Regions from separate parts of the Mus musculus genome. Here region 1 is linked to region 2. Evidence: chromatin contacts called from public promoter capture Hi-C data. All regions are on one chromosome and are shown on one strand. Each heading gives the region's core, a stretch centred on a gene start, on an enhancer-like site or on the middle of the called end of the contact. The rest is flanking DNA. Distances are from core to core; before and after follow the strand shown.

Region 1 (3,954 bases), core at 1,431-3,930, 180 kb after region 2:
TGGGACCAGAGTTAGAGGCAGTTGTGAGCCACCATGTGGGTGCTGGATACCTAGCCCAGCTCTTCTGCAAGAGCAGCTTGGGATTGGGAGCCCTTGGTGTTCTCAACTGCCCAGCCATCTCTGCCAATCCTCCTGGATTATTCACGCCAGCGCTCATCCCACAAAGCGACCAGCCTCTTGGGACATTTTCAGTCCCTGTACTTGGGTTTAAGGAGGACAGAGTCACCAAACAATGACAACTCAGGGGAAGAGAGGGACAACTTCTATTTAGCACCACCTTGAGGGGAGGGAAGGCACAGAACTTCCTGTAGGAGAGAAGAAAAAACGACGTGTCCAATGACCTGGAGCAGAACAGACAATCTCAACTACTGGAGGGTTGGCTGCCCTCTACAAGGTCTACATTCAGGACGTTGGCTCTGGAACACAAGAGCAAGGAAAGGCGGCCCTGGGTTGTGAGCTTTCTAGTAGAACAAGGATGCTCCCCCAACTTGGGTATTCATCTGCATGTTGGATCCTTTCTTTGGATGGACCAAGTGTTAACTCTGTGTTTTCCAGCCACTGCCTGTCCCTGAGCATTGTCCCTAGCAACAACCAGCATCTAAATGTTCTCTACCTCTCTATCCATACTCCAGGTCAACTGGTAAAGAGCTGGCATCTCAGTCACCGTTTCCCTTGTCTACTTCTTCCTTGCTCCACCCCCTTGGTTAGGCTTGGTCCTTGGAGGCCTGTATTAATACCCTAGCTGCTCTCTTGGCCTCTTGCTTCTCCACTGTACCCATCCTTCATCAACTGCACACTCCCATTGCAGCCCTCCTTCACTGCATCTGTCTTCTGATGGCATGAAGGGCTGTAGAGCATGGTTATAGCAAGGGCTCATGCTCTCTACTGGCATGGGTCCTGCCTTTGCTACCCACTTGGTCCTATTATCCTGGTGTTCAAATGGGAAGCAGGCCCTAAGGGCTTGTCTATGGTCAAAGAGAAGAAAGGAGACTTGAACTCAGTTTTCTTGATTCCCAGGCTAAGTCTCCTCCCTCCAGGGTTAGGGCTGAGCTAGTTAGCATTTGTTTTCACTACAGGACAGGTCTGGGAGTGAGCTACAGGTGTGACTCCTTGGGTCCAGGCCCAGAGTGAGGGCAGACCGGGGAGTGGAGGATGAGAATCATGCCAGCTCTTCTTGTATTTCTTGGTCACCAGAAGGTCCCCTGTCCTCTGGGGAACAGAACCTCAGCTTTCCTCCCAGATCTCATTATTTTGCTGACAATCACTTGACCCACAGCCCCTTGCCCAGCTGGCTGGTTACCAGAGGGGTCTTAAATCTGGGGATGTGGAGAAACTGAAGCTGGTCTCAGTATACCAGGGCCCCAGTTCTTCCCCTGGTCTGTCCTGGCTTGCTCAGTTTCCCTAGAGCAGTTGGCTTTTGTCCCTGTAGAGCATGGGAACAGCTCTGGTTTGGAAGCAAAAGGGGCACCCCATCAGGCCCCACCTTTCCTACCTGTTCCTTTCCTGAGCCCAGAGATGCCCGAGAGCCAGCACAAGGATGAATGGGCCCTTCCACCAAGCCATGCCTCTGGGTGCGGGCGTGGGCAGAGGGCGTGCTGGGAAAACTGAGGGAGAGAGCTGGCAAGGAAAAGGACGAGGACACTGTGGCTTTGCTCCTATTCTCTGCTCCTTCTAGGCTCAGTTTCCCCCACTGTACAAAGGAGCCAATGACCCAAAGGCTTAGGTCCTATAAGGCTGGCAAGTGGCCATTCAGCTGGAGGGTGGCATTTGGCTAGCCCTGGAATCTAAGTTAGGGCAACTTTGAAAAAGGTTCTCTGACCACAGAGTAGCCACTGCCACATGGGATCTGTATATTTTTTTCTATGGTGTTTTTTTTAAATGTCTCATTAATTTTATTTTGTGTAAGGATTAAAATATACAAATGTTATAATTTTCTTTTAAAACAACTCCCCTCACCTTTAACTATCAGTAAACAAAATTGCCTTATGCCATACATATTTTTTGATATCTACTTTATATGTATCTTTTAAAAATTTTGTTTTTTAATTTTTTACTTAATTCACTTTACATCCCACTCACTGCCCCCTCCTGGCCACCCCCTCCCACAATCCTTCCCCCACTTCCCCCCTACACTTCTCCTCTGAGTAGGTGGGGGCCCCCTGGGTATCCCTCACTGCCTAGGGTGGTTTTGCATGTCCATTTTATAAATAAATACACCGAGGACCAGCAAGGACTAAAGGTGAGCCAACTGGCAGGCTGTGTATTAGGAATGTAAATTACAGCTCCTCATGTCTGACCTGGCCTCTGCCTGCTCAACGGAGAAGGAAGCTCTTCTGTTGGCGGGCAGGAGTGGCAGTAGCGTGTTTTCCATGCAGGACCTCGTGTGCAGGCTGGACTGGACTGCATGGCTTCTCACCTCCTTGCTCCTCATCCTTCTTCAAGCAAGCTATGGTTCAAACCAGCCTCTTCCACCATTTGTTCTGCCTACAAGCCTTGTCCTCCTTCGTGCCCATCCTCAGAGAGCCTCAGTTTGCTATATCCCAAATGGATGCATTTCTGACACTGTAAAAAGATCTTGCACCTCAAGGATCGTGAGTTACGGTCTGAGCAGTCACCATGCAGTAATTAATAAAACGTCTTGGCTAAGGCTGGAGCAGAGGAAGTTGGCGGTCAGCCTGTCAGAGGTGACAACTGGAGGGAGGAGTGGGGGTGGAGCCGTGAGATGGGTGGGAGGGGACCTGCCAGTGCTGGGGCAGTGCTGGAGTTGCACCCGAGGAGCCAGCCGTTGGCATTGCACATCCATCCACTCCCAGAGTCATGAGTCGTGAGTCCGACCCCAGTGGTGCCCCCACGCGTCCCGGAATTCGGTGGCCTGCAGGCGGAGCCTTGAACGCTAGGCTCAACTCTCTCTTCCTTCTGCAGGAAGGAGTCTCTCGCTCTGGTTTCCCCTGCTGCTGCTCCTGCTGCTGCCGCCGACACCCTCGGTCCTGCTCGCAGATCCTGGGGTGCCCTCACCAGGTAGGTGCCCCCGCCGGATGCCCGTGAAAATTCCAAGTCCTGCGCCGTGGGCTTGGTCCATCTCCCTTCCAGGCGGACTCCCTGATTCCCCTTTCTGCTCGCGGTGCCGGGGAATAGGGTGTTGAGGTTATGGAATGGGGTCCCTGGAGAATGGCTAGGGCCTACCTGGGATCTCTCTGGCACACAGCCCACTGAGATCCCGAGTCGGCAGGGGAAGCAGAGACAGGTTCTTTAACTTCTCACCTGATATGTGGTCCGACTTTCCAAGCAGCCTCTGTACCCCCCCCCCCCCCCCCCCCCAGAACTCGGCGGTTTCCTGTGGGGGCTCCTTGGGGAGGAAGCGGCAGACGCCAAGGGGAAGGCGGGCTGGACACTGAGTTCCTTTTCTTTGGCCTCTAACTTTTGGGGAGTCTATCTTAACGCTCAACCTATCTCCCCAACGGTAGATACAGGGATGGGGGTGGGGGACACCAGCTATCCTGGGAATGGGGAAGTGGGCACATAGTGACCAGGAAATTGAGGTTCAGTAGGTGCGATAACAGCCCCAAGTCACATAATGCATAGTGGGCTCAGGGTTTGAATTCAGGATCAGCCTAATCCAGTCACTCTCAATACCTGCAGTGGTTCAAAGAAGCCAGTTCTGCAATTCTGTCCCGCTTCTCTCCCTCAGGGCAGAACCAGGTTCTAGGAAAGAAAAATAATTTACTCCCCGCCCCCCCCATACTTCCCCTGCCCTCCACCTTTCCTTCCTCTCTTTACAATTTGGATGCCCATCTGTAAAATGGGGCCAAGAAAGGTTGGCAGTGGGGGAAAGGGATACTACAGGACCTTGGAACTCAGAGGACAGAGTGGCCTGAGAATCACAGCAGGCTTCCTGGAGGATGGGGTTTGAGTGAGAAAAAGAGCTGGGGACACCTGTGCTAGAAAGGTGACAGT
Region 2 (3,978 bases), core at 1,152-3,651:
TTATTTATGTAAAATGGGGCATGATGTACATATGTCCTAGGACCTCCTGAGGGTCCAATGAACTCATCTATGGAACAGAATGTGTCTGACACATAAAAGGCGCATCAGTACTGGCTGTTGATTAGTTTTTACTCTAAATTATCAACACACCCGAGGAATTTTTAACCCAAAGCTTCTGGATGGTTTTTCCCTGGGGATGTGACGTGACTCCTTGGTCAATGAAGTCCAAGGTAGATTTTACCTGCTCCCCAAAGCGGCTGCTGCTCTTGGCCTCACTGGGTCTGTCATGTTGCAAACCTGACCCCGATTCTTCAGCCTTTTTTGCCTGTGTTAGGAGTCCACTGCAAGTAGGACTCGCTCCAGATGGAGGTTCTTATCTTTTGCCTCTGTGAAGCACAGCTACAAGTTGCCAGGGTTATTCTGTAATGGCCACTGAGCTAGTCTTCCTGCTTTACCTGCTGTCAGTCTAGTCTCTGTCAAGCTGCTGAAGTGACCTCTGAAACGACAATTCTTATTTCACGCTGCTGGGACAATTCTTATTTCACGCTGCTGGTACGACAACTCAGAAGCCAGCCCCCAGAAAGAGTCATGCTTAGGTACAGAGTAAAACCTGAGCTTCCTATCTGCTGTTCAAGGCTTTCTGAGCCCAAACTGTCCTCCACCCTTCTCACCAGACTTCATACAGGGGCCTGTGCTGCTCTCTCGATGCAACTCAATTCACTACATTCGGGATCCCCTTTCAGGCCCCTGACTCCCCCACAACTTCATCTTTGTACCAGCCTTCAAATGCCATGTTTTACATTAAGCCTAATGTGGCTAGTCTACCCATCTTATATTCTCATAGAGAACTGTACAGCCAGAGTCATCTCACTTTGAGCAAAACCCCTTGTCCACAAGTGCTGAAAGCTACTCAAAATGACCAAGCCAAAGAAAGGGCTAGACATCAGCTCCAACATCAAATCTGCTTGCCCGCCTTTCATGTGTTAGTACTAATCATGTGTTTTAACTTTTACTACTCTGGTTATTTACATAATTATATATACCAATTGTGCAAACTTTAAAGAGAAATTTATTAGGATGCTTTTGCATGAAATGTTTGCTAAGCCAAATTAAACATCTAACAAAATATGTCAACTCATGTTTGACCAGTTACACGGTGGGATAAGAATAAAAGACTGGCTGATAGGAAAATCCTTTCTCTCGCCTCTAAGTCAATTTCATATAAATATGCTAACAATTTCTTCATCTGAGGAAAATACCAAGTTGCCATCCTCACAGGTTTGTGAGAGCCTACGTGAAGTCGTATAGGAGAACATTCAACACAGTGCCTGCCATGACAACACAGCCATCTTTTCCCTCTGTCTCACAGTATAAAGTCCAAACTGTTCCCGCCTCGTCAGTGACTTCTCTAGAGGCTTAGCACCGCTAATCTAACAGTAGGCTGACATCAGACAGCTCTCAGCTTCCTCGACAACACGGTTCTACAAGTCCTTCCTCACTCTGTTGCACTTTGGCTGAAAGATTTAACAGGCTGGGTTTCAGAAAAGATCTGGGTTCCTGTTACAAGTCTTCCATACACTGTCTATGTGACCTTGGGCAAATCGCTTCTACTCTTGGGGCCTATTTCTGGTCTACAAGGGAAACCAGTTATACCCTACCTTACTTTGTGTTCCAATTAGCAGCCCGGCCTTTAGAAATGGAGTGATCATGTTTGTGATAGTTACAATAGCACACCACTTTTACTTCACGTTTCACAGAGCCATGCACTGTGCTGTACAGCCTCTTTATCTGTCTCTTTATAAAACTATAAACTATAAGAGCTGGGCACTGTCTCTTACTTCCCATTGCACGTGCACATAACAAATACTTAAATGTCTCTCGAAGAAGTAAATGCTTTACTTGTGTCCCATTACCAAAACACCCTGGCCCATGCCAGACTCACTGTCCAACACGTACTGTGTGCTGCCGCGGCACCCAGGCCTGCTCTGCACCGAGATTTTGACAGACTTGGAAGGGGAAGGTGAGCACCAAGAGGAGGCAGGCTCGCCTCACCGGGAGGGAGAGCAAGGGGCTAGGTGATGCTAATGGAAAGTATCACCCGATTCACAAGAAGAGAGGCCGGTCGCAGTGCGCACAGGAATGGCTGGAGCCAAGGCGAGATGTGACCATGCAGGTCGCAGAGGCCGGAACCGTGCCTGGGCCCGCCTGAAAGCTGCAATCCCAGGCTTCCCGCCTGCCCTCAGGAAGAGCCTCACCTCCTCCACTTTCAGCTCTTCCAGAGTTGGCAGCTCCACTATCCCCGGCATGACGGCGGTAGCCGCGACCCTGACCAGGTGCCCTCGGCCGTGTCGCCCGTCTCCTTCAAGTCCCCTTTGGCTGGCCAAGACTGCCCGGTACCATCTGCGCATGCGTCTCCAGCGACGCGCAAGCGCACTGCTCTAGGGCCGCTGGAGGAGGCGAAGCGTAAGCCATTCCAGGAAGTCTAGCGGTCCCGAGGGGCGGGGCTTCATCTGGTCTCCGCCCACATCTCCTGGTTGTCATAGTGACGCCAAGACAGCTGAAGTTGGTGTCTGTTAGACACTAGCTGTTAACATGCAGTACACCGGGAGCCAGTATTTCGGGGAATACATAAACGGGAGGTAAGCCCCCATTCGTCCATGTCTCCACTTTCAGGCTAGTGAAAGACAACTGTTTTTAAGCCTCCGCCAAGGACCCTCAGCCAAATGCTTTCAAAAACTTGTTCAACTATAGTGCTCAAGCACAGATACCTAATAAGTCGCATAGGTAGGATTCACTCATTCATTCTTTCATTCATTCATTCGTGTGTGTGTGTGTGTGTGTGTGTGTACGAGCGCGTGCGCGTATCCCCTGCACCCATGACCATCTGTAACCAAAGTTCCTCTTCTGGCTTCTGTAGGCACCAGGCATGCACATGGTACACATTATATACATGAGAGCAAAACATACACATTAAAAAATAAATATTTAAAAAATTATGCAGGCAAAGAAAACTAGAAAATGGTATTCAGAGCTGGAGAGATGGCTCAGCAGTTAAGAGCACTGACTGCTCTCCCACAGGTCCTGAGTTCAAATCCCAGCAACCACATGGTGGCTCACAACCATCTGTAATGAGATCTGATACCCTCTTCTGGGATATCTGAAGACAACTACAGTGTACTTAGATATAATAAATTAATAAATATTAAAGAAAAAGAAAAGAAAGTGCTATTCGGCAAATACTGATTTTTCTCTGTGTCCAGATTTTGAATTTGACCCTGGTCAGAATCCCTGCAAACACAGTGGGACGGTTAAGCGTAACACAGTTATGACAAGTAATCAAGGTCAGCCCTGTGGTCAAGAGAGGCAGACCACATGTGAGATGGTCACTTTGCCTTGCCAGCAGCTCTGGATGAAGAAAGCAGAAAATTTTTTAGAGCTGGAGAGGCCGATGCTGGGGGGGTGGGTAATGGACAGATAAGCGATAGTTGTTTGGGCTATAAAGCACTTCATGGGGCTGTAGAGATGCAGAGATGAAGGAGGATCTGTATGCACAGGCTAGAGGAACTGCAGGGTGTTTTGAGGAAGCAGGAGTAGTGGTCTAGCCAAGCACAGGGACAGATTCTTAGAGAGAGTGGCAGTAATATATATAATGGGATGCTGTCCACATCTTCAGTCAGCTTTGCAAGGGAGATGGTATTATCTCAGCTTCAAGGTTAAAGGGTAAAAGGGAGCCTTAAAGGACTCAAGACCCTTGTCTAACCCTTTGGAAAGTGGCAAAGATGCTTGGGTGTGCAATGCCTTTCATGACAGTGAGACAGTTCAGGCTGATCTTGCAAATAAATGGTGGAACTTAACAAAACAACCCAGCTAAGTGAGGGAGTCGAGAATTTCTACCCAGCTTTGTGTCTAAACCATATCATTTCTTTTCATGAGGCAAAAGTTCCTACAGCGAAAGTTTTGACAGGTGGAGGTGAAGGA

The links. Capture Hi-C pulls out chosen DNA fragments and counts their contacts.
Region 1: a contact with region 2 is called in a promoter capture Hi-C map of liver. The contact joins the promoter of Ptgs1 here to the promoter of Ndufa8 in region 2. A contact is called at or near these places in 11 of 39 promoter capture datasets (3T3-L1-derived adipocytes, the SN4741 cell line, cranial neural crest and 6 more), 1 of 484 Hi-C or Micro-C datasets (granulocyte-monocyte progenitors), 6 of 115 datasets of contacts at active chromatin or transcription factors (acute myeloid leukemia, bone marrow-derived macrophages, cardiomyocytes and 3 more) and 5 of 9 other capture datasets (adipose tissue, embryonic stem cells, liver and 2 more).

Annotation. Positions count from the first base shown.
Region 1 is chr2:36,227,746-36,231,699 of GRCm38.p6, forward strand. Ptgs1 (prostaglandin-endoperoxide synthase 1) reads left to right here and starts at 2,681. Exons shown (of 11, transcript NM_008969.4): 1 at 2,681-2,824; 2 at 2,923-3,018. The coding sequence starts at 2,818.
Region 2 is chr2:36,046,937-36,050,914 of GRCm38.p6, forward strand. Ndufa8 (NADH:ubiquinone oxidoreductase subunit A8) reads right to left here and starts at 2,402. Exons shown (of 4, transcript NM_026703.3): 1 at 2,256-2,402. The coding sequence starts at 2,306. It overlaps Morn5 (MORN repeat containing 5), which reads left to right and starts at 2,537. Exons shown (of 5, transcript NM_029309.2): 1 at 2,537-2,639. The coding sequence starts at 2,593.